Regions from separate parts of the Gossypium hirsutum genome. Here region 1 is linked to region 2. The links are chromatin contacts, called in public Hi-C maps. All regions are on one chromosome and are shown on one strand. The core of a region is the stretch at or near the end of the contact, and the rest is flanking DNA. Distances in the headings are between cores, read along the strand shown.

Region 1 (6,336 bases), core at 1,890-4,389, 200 kb before region 2:
TTTTTCCTACTTTTAACATGAAAAAAAAATTAATCTTTTAAGTTTTTTGATTGACGATTCAATATAAGTAGGGATAAAAAAAAACTCTAAGTTTATTTATTTTATTGTATTATATTTTATATTTTTTTTAAAAAAAATCTTAATTTATTGTTTCACGCCCTAAAATTATTAAGAATGGACACGATGACATTCATTTGACATGTTTTACATTGCATTTTAATTTTTATATATACTTTTCATAATTTGTTGTAATAATTGAATTTAGTGAAAATATTCATACGACCTTGTTGATAATTTTTAATATAAATGTTTACCGACTTTTGCAGGTTCATGTATTCATGTTAGTTTTATTTATTTATTATGTTGTATCAATTTCTAATATTCTATCTTATCCTAACTTATATTTTATAAATGTTATTCAAGTTTAATTCTAAATTTAATAACATAAAATATTTAAGTAATAACATTTTAAAAACATTTCTATCAATTGTTCAACATATTTTGAAATTGATAACATTTTAAAAATGTTAGTACATTAAATAAACATTTAAAAAAATAACAATATAATAAACATTACTTAAATTTGAGAAACTTTAAGAGTTTATATTGTATGGATAATCTCCAATGTCTGAGAATATTATTATTGTTGATGTTTACACCATTATTCATTTATCAATATTAGTAATTTGATTAACTACATGAGTTGAACAATTGATTAAAATTTCATTAATGCCATTGATGTTATTGTATTAATTGAAATTGTTTTATTGTTACTATATTGTTACCTATGAGACTAGTAAAGCATGAAATTGTTTATTTGATAAAAAAGTTTTTAAAATGTTATTACTTAAATAAACATATTTATCAATTGTTTAAAATAATTTGAAATTATTTTAATATTTAAAATATAATTTATACATGTATAACATATATCAGAGAAGAAAGGAGGAAAAAAAAAAGAGAGAGAGGAAAGGAAAAAATGAAAAAAGTTTTTATTTTTACTTTTTACACATTTGAAGTATTAAGAATTTACTATTATATGTGTATGTGTGTAGAAACAATAAATTTAAAATACAAATGCGTGTTTAAAAATAATATCTAATAAATAATGAAACAAAAAAATTGTTACTAATTAATAATAATAACAAATGAAATATGCATTATATTAAAATTAAAAAAAATTAGATTAAATTGGTCAAATCTCATTGTGTTCAATTCTCAATCAACAACATTATTAATACATATATACAATTGATGGAGGTAATAAGTATCCATAATAAAAATAAAAAGGGTTTAAGGATGTAAAAGGCTCTCAAACTTAAAAAAAAAAAAAACAATTAAGCCCTTGCTTTTTTTTTTTTACATTTAGTTGGGTACTTAAATTTTCAAAATATATCAAAAAGACCCTTTGACCGTTAAAACTAACTATCCTTAATTTTTTTCAGTTAAAGTCACCCCGTGCCACAACCACGGCGTGAAATGTGACAAAAAATTATAAAAAATAAAAATCAATAAAAGTTATAAAAATCATTAAATTTTAATAAAAATGTAAAATTATTTATAAATTATTAAAAATTAGAATTTCTTTTAAAAATCGTAAAAATTATTGTAAAATTTTATATATTTTTTCAATTAAAACCATCATGAACATAACATGAAATGTGGAGAAAAATGATAAAAATTTATAGAAAAATTATAAAATACTTCTTTTAATATGATAACTTTTATAAATTTTTTACGAATTTTATATTTCTTTACAATTTTTTTTATAATTTCTTTAATGTTTCTATAAAATTTTATAAAATTCCAAAATTTAAAACATCACCGGGCAGAACCAAAATAAAGAACCTTAATGGAAATTCACAAATACCAGATCTGTTAAAAGAAGTGTGATCTGATATCATTTAAAATGTCTGTGCTTACCATATATTTTGCTGGATGTGTGGTGAGTTGCATATTTTTTTTTTTGGGTAAAGTAAAAAATAATGGTAGAAATAATAATTGCAATTGTGATTATAGCTCTCTTTATTTTCTTACAATATATTTTGCAATGGATGGTCTAATGTGTAACCAAGAGTGAAGTACCAGAATCGCTTATCTCATCCTTAAATGAAGTATATTTCAGTATGTTAGGTACAAGGAGAACCCAATTTTAACCTAAAAACACTTTATCTAATTTCATTTCACGAGATCATTAGCATTTTAATAACAAAAAAATAGCAAGAAAGATTGAACAATCAAGTGTAAATAAATCACTTTTTCAAATTCTGATTCATACCCAATCATCTTACACTGAATTTCGAATCAAAACAACCCAAATTTATCAACTTCACAAAAATATACACCATAACTACCCAAGCAGCAAACAAAAACAAATTGAAATCTAATCATACTTTTCTCTCCAAGAGTAAACCAAAAAGAATACCCAAGAAAAAGCCAACAATATGTCACCAACCGTCTGTCGAAGCCAATCCCAAGCCAAATCCTCTACTCTTCTCTCGAACCAGAACCTCCACATCGCCACCGATACATGCAAAACCGTGCACCCTTTGGCGAAGAATGATTGGAACTCTCTGTCTTTAACAAATGAGACCATGAAAAGCAAGAACCCCACGGCGAACAATAGCAGACCCGCGAAGGAATCGGAGGTCCGGATCAAGAGCTGATCGTGTGGAGTGGATCCTAAGAGCTTGGTGGCCGTCTCGATCCCGTGGGTGAATGTGTACATTTCTTTCATGTAGAACATCATGAGTGCGCCGCTTGATAAGGCGATCACCGAGTGGAGGAGACAGATCAGCCTGAAAGCTGCTGCTGATGTTGACATTTTTCGTGGTGGGGAGGGGGGGATTGGGGTTTTTTGTTTGTGTCTGAAAGGGATGGTGATCAGTGGTTTGATTTAAAAATAGACATGATTGTAGTGGAAAGAAACCCTAACCCCAAAAGCTCATTTTGGGAACCGAATGAAATGAGAAGAAAGAGGAAGATGAATAGGAAAGGGAAGTGATTTTTGGTTAGTTCCAGTTTTATTTAATTTCAAAGGTTTATAATATTAATAATTATTATTATTAATGTTTGAAATTAATCGCTAACTTCAGCTTAGCTTACGCCAGTTTGTCGGCCGGATTACTCCGCGCTTCCATCTCCTTTTTTTTTCCCTTAAATATTTATTTTATATTATTATTTGACTAGTAAACAATTTGTAAGTTTAACTAAGTAATCTTAAAAAAAAAAAACTTCTTTAATTCCCTATACTTTTTTATTTTTTATATTTGAAATTTAGTCCTCTCATTTTTATTTTAAAGAACTTAGCCATTTTATTTTTTAAATTTAAAAATACAAATCTAATTATTAACATCCTCAAAGTTTTTCTATTAAATTATTAAAATGTTTTTTTAATTGTAAAATAAATTTGAAAGAATAATTTTAAGGTGAAGTTAACAATTGGACATAAATTTTAAAATCTATAAAATCTATAATTAAATTTAGTGAAATAAAAATTGAGGGATTAAATTTTAAATTTACAAAAAAAAGTAAAAAAACTTGTAGCATTTTTAACCATTTTATAACGAGAGTTTAGATGATAAATGGGTTTGTTGAAATATGTTTTAACTTTTTGTGGTGTTTGGGAAGTAGAATTTTTAAAATTTGGATTTTAAAAATAATGTAAATTGAGTAGTAAATTGTTTAGAAATATAGTATTCATAACAATTTCTCAATTAAATGGTTCTGTTATATGCTTATTTAGTAATGAGTTTGCAATTCTTAAAATATTTTTGAATTTGATAAATCAATGTTTTTGTATTTTTCTACTATGTATTTGAGTTAATTGCATCAGATATCCTTAAATTGTGACCTTCATTCTAAATTGATCTTAAACTTTAAAATATTCTAATTACATCCCTAAACTATTAATGTTATACCAATTAAGTCTTTTCATTATTAAAACTATTAATTTAACCATTAAATTACACGGCCAATCTTATGCAATTGAATTTAAAATGGAAAATTTTAAAGAAATAGAATGTTATTGCATAACTTTTAAAAGTAAAACTAAAAAAAGGAAGAATAAATGATAAATCTTCTGTAAAAACTTTGAAAACCCCAAAACTAATATTTTTTAAAAATATATTTTTTACCATATTTATTTTTCTTAATCTTTTTCATTTTAAATTATGTCACATAAGATCTAACATGTTATTTAATAGTTAAATTAATAATTTTAGTAACGAAAGGACTTGGTTGATATAATCTTGATAGTTTACGGATTAATTAGAATGACTTGAAATTTAGGGATAAATTTAGAATGAGGGTAATAGTTTTGGGATGTTTGGAGAAATTAACTCTATATATTATATTGAATCTCAACTAATTTGTTCATAATATATGCATTTCATTCTTACCATTTACATATTATATATTTTATTTCGAAACATAAATTTTTAAAGATTTAATTTTGTCTCTAGTCCCTATGTTCTTTAGAATTTTTTGAAATTTAGTCCATTCACTTTTAATTTCAAGCATTTAGTTAAATTTGAAAATTAAAATCCAATTGATAACAATGGTAACTAATGTTTGCTAAATTTAAATGTGTTAGAAATTGGACTTTAAATTTTAAATCAAATTTTTTAAAAATTAAAACACCAACTATTCATATTTATTGAAAATCCAATAACAATGTTATCAATTAAAATTTAATTTTCAATTCAAACAAATATAAAAAATAAATTTGAAGGATTAAATTTCAAAAATATAAAAATTATAGAGACCGAGAACAGAAATTAACATTTTAAAGCCATGAGTTGGTTTGTTTTATAGGAGGTGAAAGGTAGAAGTTAATAAAAAATCAAACTCAATAGTAAGTTAAGTGAATTAACATAAATAATTGATTGCTAAGTGAGATAAATGAAATTATATTTCTCTGTCTTCTAAAACAGTGTCACTTAATTTGGTAGATGAGAATATCTACCATAACATGCTCACAGAAATAGTTTTGTATTTTTATTTTTTAAAAAAATAATAACTAATTTTATCATTCAACTAAAATTTTACTTTTATTATTACTCCTATCAATTGTATATATTGATAATATTCAATTGAATTTGTGTCATAAGTTAATTCGATATTAACTTAAAGATTGATGACAATACAATAATAAACAATATATTCTTAATTTGATGTATTTACATGTTCACAATTTATTTTTTTTTCATTTTAATATTTCAAACCATATATTTTATTATTTATTATGTTATTTTTAAATACATTATTTTCACATGTGTATGTATATGTGTACAATAGAATTTTTAGTAGAATATAATTTAATTAATAAATACAATATTTAGCATTTTTAAATCCATTTTTATATTTATAGAATAATGCAAAAGAAAAAAAAATAGGTCATGTAACTAATAAAAGTCAGAAAAAATTAACTCACTGATAGCCTAACTTCAATGGCTTGAGATCAACAGTTATAATATTTTATCTTTTATTCTCTATCGGATATACTGAATGTAGATATAAATGAAGTTGTGATGCTAAGATTAATGATTAATCAATTACTGCCCTTCTTAATAGAAAAAAAAAAGTTAGAAAATCCCAAACCTATGAACAAATAAGCAAAAAATCAAAAGACTTGCTGGTTGAAACTTTTGACAATGTCGAAATCATGATTGTTGCGGCAGTTGATTTAATTTGACAAATCTGGAAATTAGAATCCAGATCCTTCTTCAATTTACTTTAAATTTGGAAAAGTAATCATATAATGAAATTCTTTTTTGAGTTTTGATTTTTATTTATTTTTACATTTTTCATTAGGTGTTGTTTGTGTTGTACCCAGTATTATTAGGGTAATAATTATAATCTCTTTCATCACAAATAATTGTAATTTCTTACACATATTTGTTTATTAGAGTAATTATATTATAATTCTCTATGTCATGTTTAGTAATATAAATTGTGATTAAACAATTATATAATTATTATAAAACTTATTAGTATGATAAAAATGTTTTTTTCTTTAAATAACAAAAATTAAAATCAAATCATCATATGTATTATGTTAGTCTAAAAAAGTAGATGATAATATAATTACTAATAAAAATAACAAAATAAAAATCATATGTATTATAAATTTTATATACTTTTCAAAGTATGGATAATCTCAATTCTACCTATAATTGAAGTTATAAAATATGCAACATACTAATGTCACGGGGTTAGAACTTTAGGCAGGCAAACCATGTAGTCTTAAGTGATTCCTTTACTTCAAATCTGCCCAAGTCAGCCTATCTCTCGAAAAGGCGAGAATTTTCAAAGAAATTCTCAAAGCCATTGAAA
Region 2 (6,199 bases), core at 2,779-5,278:
AAGGGGTACTAGATTGCTCACTGACATTTATGCAAGATGTAATATAGCTGTTTGTAAACCTGTAGATTTTGCTACAGCAATGAAGGACATAAAATGGGTGGTTGCAATGAAGGAGAAGTTGCTCATGATTGAGAAAAACAAAATATGGGAGTTGGTTGATCGACCCCATGATAGGAAGGTGATTGGAGTCAAGTGGGTGTACAGAACCAAGCTTAATGCTGATGGCTCAATCAACGAGCACAAAGCAAGACTTGTGGTCAAAGGCTATACATAAGTTTTTGGCGTGGACTATTCAGACACCTTCGCACCGGTTGCTCGTTTGGACACCATAAGACTTTTACTTGCTATAGCTGCTCAAATGAATTGGAGAGTGTATCAGCTTGATGTAAAATCAACCTTTTTAAATGGAATTTTGCAAAAAAAAAAATACGTTGAACAACCTGAAGGTTTTGTGAAGAAAAAAGAGGAAAACAAGGTGTTTCTTCTCAAGAAGGCTCTTTATGGACTGAAACAAGCTCCAATAGCTTGGTACAGTAAGATAGATGATCATTTGCTGAGCTTGGGTTTTGAAAAAAATCTGTCCGAGACCACTCTTTATGTCAAACGTTAGAATAATGATATTTTGATAGTCTCTCTTTATGTTGATGATCTCTTGCTAATGGGAAATGATGCACAGTTGCTTGAGGAATTTAAGCAAGAGATGATGAAGGTTTTTGAGATAACAGATCTGGATTGATTTCTTTTTTTCTTAGAATGGAAATTAAACAGGCTGAGCATGAAGTATTCATCTGCCAGAAGAAGTATGCTAAGGAAATCTTGAAGAAATTCAAGCTTGAAGAGTGCAAGGAAGTAAGCACTCCTATGAATTAAAAGGAGAAGTTGTGTAAAGAAGATGGAGCTGATAAACTTGATGAAGGATATTTTAGAAGTTTGATTGGTTGCTTAATGTATCTTACAACAACATGTCTTGATATTTTAAATGCTGTAAGTATTTTGTCACGATTTATGCATTGTGCTAGTGAATTGCATCTCAGGGCTGCCAAAAGAGTAGTTCGTTATATCAAAGGCATGAGTAATTTTGGTGTTAAATTCACAAGAAACAAGGAGTCCAAGCTTGTTAGCTTCTCTAATAGTGATTGGGGACGTTCCATTGATGACATGAGGAGTACATCAGGCTATTGTTTTACTTTTGGATATGGTGTCTTCTCATGGAGCTCGAAGAAGCAAGAAACTATGACTCAATCCACTACCGAAGTAGGATTTGTTGCTGCAGCAACCGCTGTTAATCAAGCTTTGTGGTTGAGAAAATTATTAAGTGATCTTAAACTTGAATAGAAGGAAAGCACAAAGATTTTCATTGATAATCAAGTTGCCATTGCAATTTCTTATAATCCAGTATTTCATGGAAAGACTAAGCATTTCAACATTAACCTTTTCTTTTCGAGGGAAGTGCAAAAAGAAGGTAACGCTATACTGGTTCATTGCAAAACAGAGGAGCAGGTTGTAGATATCTTTATCAAGCAGCTTCCGATAAGCAAATTTGAAGTTTTGAGAACAACACTTGGTGTTTGCAGCAACCAAAGCAAGGAGGGGTGTTGAAGATTTGCTTTAGTTATCATAATCTAGCTATTTTTAGATATAATCATAATTTTGATTTATAATAGATTTTTTAGAGATTTTTGTTAAAGATTATGATTCTGTTATTAGCCTATTTTTAGTTAGTAGTTGTTAACTTGTTTACTATATAAACAACTAGCTTCAGTTCAATAAAACACACATTTTTCCATTTCAATTACTTGACGTCTCAGTTCAGTTTTCTTCTTCATTTTATTTTTCTTTTCTAATAAAATACCAACAATTCTCGACACCTTCCTTACATGTTCTCAATTCTCCATTATCATTATTCAGCCCTTCAATCCTATTGAAACTTCTTCATTTTAGTATGGTAAGATGGAAAAAAAGGTGTGTTCCTTTCCCATTCGATGAACTAGTTCACTTGGGATTTCATGGCCTCTATATCTTCCTCTCGTTTGAGAATATCTTGGTATTCTTAATGAGGTTTTCTTGTAATTTCATAAAGAAATCATTCAATTAGGATTTAATGGCTCTCTCTTAATACCTTTAAATCTTGTAATCAAATATCTTCTTTTTAAGGAACACAACCAAAAGTTGTATAGTTCCATCATTGAAAAAAAATTAATAGTCTCATATTCATCCCAAACATTTATGAGTATGATCAAAGTCAAGGTATTTAACCAAATCTTTTGAAACCTAAATAGTGGCTTTTTTACATAAATAATATAAAAAATAATTAATTACTAAAATAGTATGGAAAACAGATTAATTACGAAAATAAGTATTTACTATAATATTTTGTCGGTGTCGTTTGATATAGTGTCAACACCAGACTGAAATGTAATAAATTAAAATATTCAGGAAGTTGATATGTAAATTTCCCATTTAGTTTGGCTACTGAAAGAAAGCTTTAAGAGTGGGTGGCAGCACCAAATCTTAAATAGGGTTAATTGCTTCATAAATCCTCCTTGTTTATTTTTTTCTTTTATTCCCCTTGAACACAAAGAATAGAGAGGTCTCTTACCAATTAGTCTAAAATGTTTTTTCTACTAAAAAAGTATTTTTGTAAAAAAGTTGATTCCAAGTGGAAATAAATTTTATTAATTTTTCAAAAAATAATTTTTTATTCAAAATATGTCTGACATAACAGTTAACGGCTATACATAGTAGTTTTCTTTTGCTCACATTATATATGGAAACTATAAATTTAACTAATAATTATAATTTATAAATAATAAGATTTTTCTAAAACTTTTATAATTATAATTTTATGTCGTATGTGTAAATCAAATTGATAATAAATATAATTATAAAAGCTTTAGAAAAATTATTTTTTTAAAAAATAAATAAAATTTATTTCTAGTTGGATTTTACTTTTTTACAAAAATATTTTTTAGTAATTTTTTTGGACTAATTGGTAATAGACCCCTCTATTTTTTGTGATGAAGGGGAATAAAAAGAAAACAATAAACAAGGATGGTTTACAAAGCAATTAACCTTATTTAAAGTTTGGTGCCACCTTTTCAAAAGTCAATCTAAATGGGAATTTTTCTTATTAGGTCCTTAAATATTTTAGTTTATCACATTTCAGTTTGGTACCGCTAATATGTTAGATGGCATCGGCGGAACACTGTAACAAATACCTATTTTCATAACTAACCTATTTTCCATACTATTTTCTAAATTAATTATTTTTTATATTATTTATGTAAGAAAGATCTAAATGGTTGCTGTTTTTTTTTTTTTAGCTCTATTACTTAATTCCAAAAGAATTGGCCTATGATCTGATTTGGTCTGAGAAAGGTGACCTTAACGTTTTGGAACATAATGTATGCCCCTCATTTCACAGAAATTCAAACATTCATGGAACTCTTTAATACAAATTGGGGCTCTTTTTGTTAAGACTCGATAAAAATTCTTTAAACTCACCACCCATTAGACATGGCAATCGATGTTATTAGGCTTTCATTTTCAAATTCTTCCAAACTTAAACTCCTCCATATAACTTAAGGGATAGCATATATGACAGAAATTAGCTAAGTGGAATTTTAGGAACATAACTTCACCAGGGCATAAATTTCCTGCTCTGTGGTGCATAGTATAATCCACCTTGAAGGCCAATAATATAGGTAGTAATCCAGGCATCAAACAAAATTTATTCATAATCATGCGAACCTTAATCTCATAAATGATCATGATTGAAGGATTTTGAAGCATCACAAAATCTCTAACGGTCCTTGCGAATCCTGGGTTCCCGACCCTTATACAGTTCCCCAAATCAGCCATTCTTCCCGTTTGATCAATAATATTCAAAACAGTGCTCGAAGGGGTCTTGGGGGTTGGGTTCTTGCCATGTTGCTTGTAAAACTACTTTTCACCGAAAGGATGAAAAATCGATCCTATGGAGGTACATGTTCCCTTTTTGACTTGCTTCAAAGCTCCCCTTGTCTGTATTGTTTCTTTACAGGGCAAAGATCCCCCATCAGCTTTGGATATTTGGATGTTAGTACTCATGCTTGAATTTTGACCATTTTGTTTTTTCCTTACTCTACTTGAATTGTTGTACTTGGGCTTGTTTTTGGGTCTTTTCCTTTGGATCATTATCCTGGGCCCAAAACTACCTTCTTATGGAGAGACCGGTTTCATTTCCTGCACCACTGTTGAGGGGCAATCAAATGGTGGTTGAAGATAATGTATATGCCACTACTTGATGTTGGAAAAATTGGTATGGAGAATTTTTGAGTTGGAACAACGAAATTTTAAAATAAGCTTTTTCATAAAATAAGATTGTTTTCATGATATCTATAATAAATGCACTTATGATTCCGACCTTTGGTAGAGATTGAAATTGCAGATTGGCCTCTAATTGCAAACTGGCCTCTAGGAAGGTGCTGTATTTCTCGAACAATTTAATTGGAGTTTAAATGTTTGAAGCTTTCAACTGAATAATTTTATCAGTTATTTTCAAACTCTTTATTGTTTAAACAGCGTCTCTAACTCAAAGAATTAAACATAAGATAAAAATCGTGACGTTTCAAAGGAGTAAGTGAACTTCCTCAAGAGTAGAGATCCAAAATTGAAATTCAATCTCCAAATTTAAATTACAATTTTTAAAAAGATTAGATTTATAATCTTACAAATTTAGAACAATAGAAATTAAAAACAATAATTTATTTGAGTTTGAGGGAAAACACCTCCAATAATTTTTTACTAAATTTCAACAAAGTTTCCTCTCGGTGTCTCGTATATATTTTGGCACCCCTTAGATTTATATTTAAAGGGGAAAAGTCACAAGAATCATATGTTAACTAGGTGAGCATAAAAATAATTATTTAATAGAAAATGGACTCATCCTAGGACTCTTACAGCTTGTTTGGTTTGGTGTATTGGCTATGCCAATACACCTCTAATCGGTGGGCCCCACCTAATACCACTCTAATCCGTCGTTTGGTTCAGCGTATTGCTAATACGCGTGGATTCCGTTACTTTCCTAATCGGTGAAAAGCACCGATTTCTATTCCCCCCCTTCTGCCCAGATTAGGTGACGCTTCAGCAAACCCTCCCTCTTTTACCCTCCCCCGATCCCCTTTGTTTCTCTTCTGTTTTCCACCTTCATCCGATTTGCTTCCTTGTTTCATTGCTTTTCTTTTCTGCCGATTTGGTCCCAGTTTATTTTCTTGCCTTTTCCTTTGTTTTCTTTCGTTTTCCCTCTTACCAAACACTAAATTTTCCCTCTCTTTCTCTCTATTTTCTTTCATAATACTCGGAGCGTAAAAAGAAAAAATACTGTAATTACTTTCTAGACGATAACTAGAGAGAGTGAAGCCAAGAACTTTCTGGAATTTTTAATCTAACCTTCTTCTTTTTTTGTTTTAGTTCAGAGAGAGTGTTTTTGAATTTCATCGTTTGTTAATTTCTTCTTTAGTTTCCTTTTTTTGCTACTTGATTCGGTTAACGATCAATATGTGAGATTTAGCTCTTTGATAGTCGGAATTAGAATGATGGAGCGGTTAATCTCCGTTTGTTTACAGTTGATTTTGGTGTTGGATTTGGTTTTCAGAGTTTCAGGAAATGCGGAAGGTTCGTCATGATTATTTCCTCTTATTTTCTTGTTTGAACTTTGAACTTTGCAAATGGAATTATTGTTAAATTTAATGTATATGATTCAAATTAGATGAATTTAGTAGCTATTGGATTGGTTTAGCAGTGGCATAAGGTTGACTGTTTGTTTTAAATTTCAATTAGCTTTGGTGCTATAATTGGCTTGACTGGAGAGATACTTGCACGCTAACTAATTTATGCGAAAGTTTTCGATACAATTTTACGTTCTAATTCTTGATATCCAGTTTGGTTAAATTAACCAATGCGTTGTCTTCATCCATGTCTGATGTCGTCTTGAACCCTGTTTGTTGTTTTGAATCTTTCAAGTTATAGTGGAGCTTTAGCGCTTTACAGTATTTTAAATGTTTTCATGATATGATTTTAACTTTTTTGTTGTTATCTGTTTATGTGATGAAATAAATCTTCTTTACAGTATTTTAAATGGTGCAGGATGTTGTATTATGCCATGTAGGGATCTTTCAAACAATAAGCTAGAAGGAGATATTCCAGTTAATGGTTCCTT

The links. Hi-C and Micro-C count contacts between places; a contact is called where the count stands out from the background.
Region 1: a Hi-C map of leaf shows a contact between it and region 2, with 8 times the contacts expected there. The contact joins the promoter of LOC107895351 here to the enhancer-like site in region 2. A contact is called at or near these places in 5 of 34 Hi-C or Micro-C datasets (leaf and petal).

The regions. Positions count from the first base shown.
Region 1 is chrA06:88,508,541-88,514,876 of Gossypium_hirsutum_v2.1, reverse strand. LOC107895351 reads right to left here and starts at 3,139. Exons shown (of 1, transcript XM_016820662.2): 1 at 2,245-3,139. The coding sequence starts at 2,824. The coding sequence ends at 2,384.
Region 2 is chrA06:88,314,415-88,320,613 of Gossypium_hirsutum_v2.1, reverse strand. No RefSeq gene overlaps it. Among protein-coding and RNA genes, the nearest start is that of LOC121231612, 33 kb to the left of the region's middle. Within about 2 kb of position 4,028, at least 5 of the 9 cell types and tissues checked have an H3K27ac peak or open chromatin away from gene starts, as enhancers often do.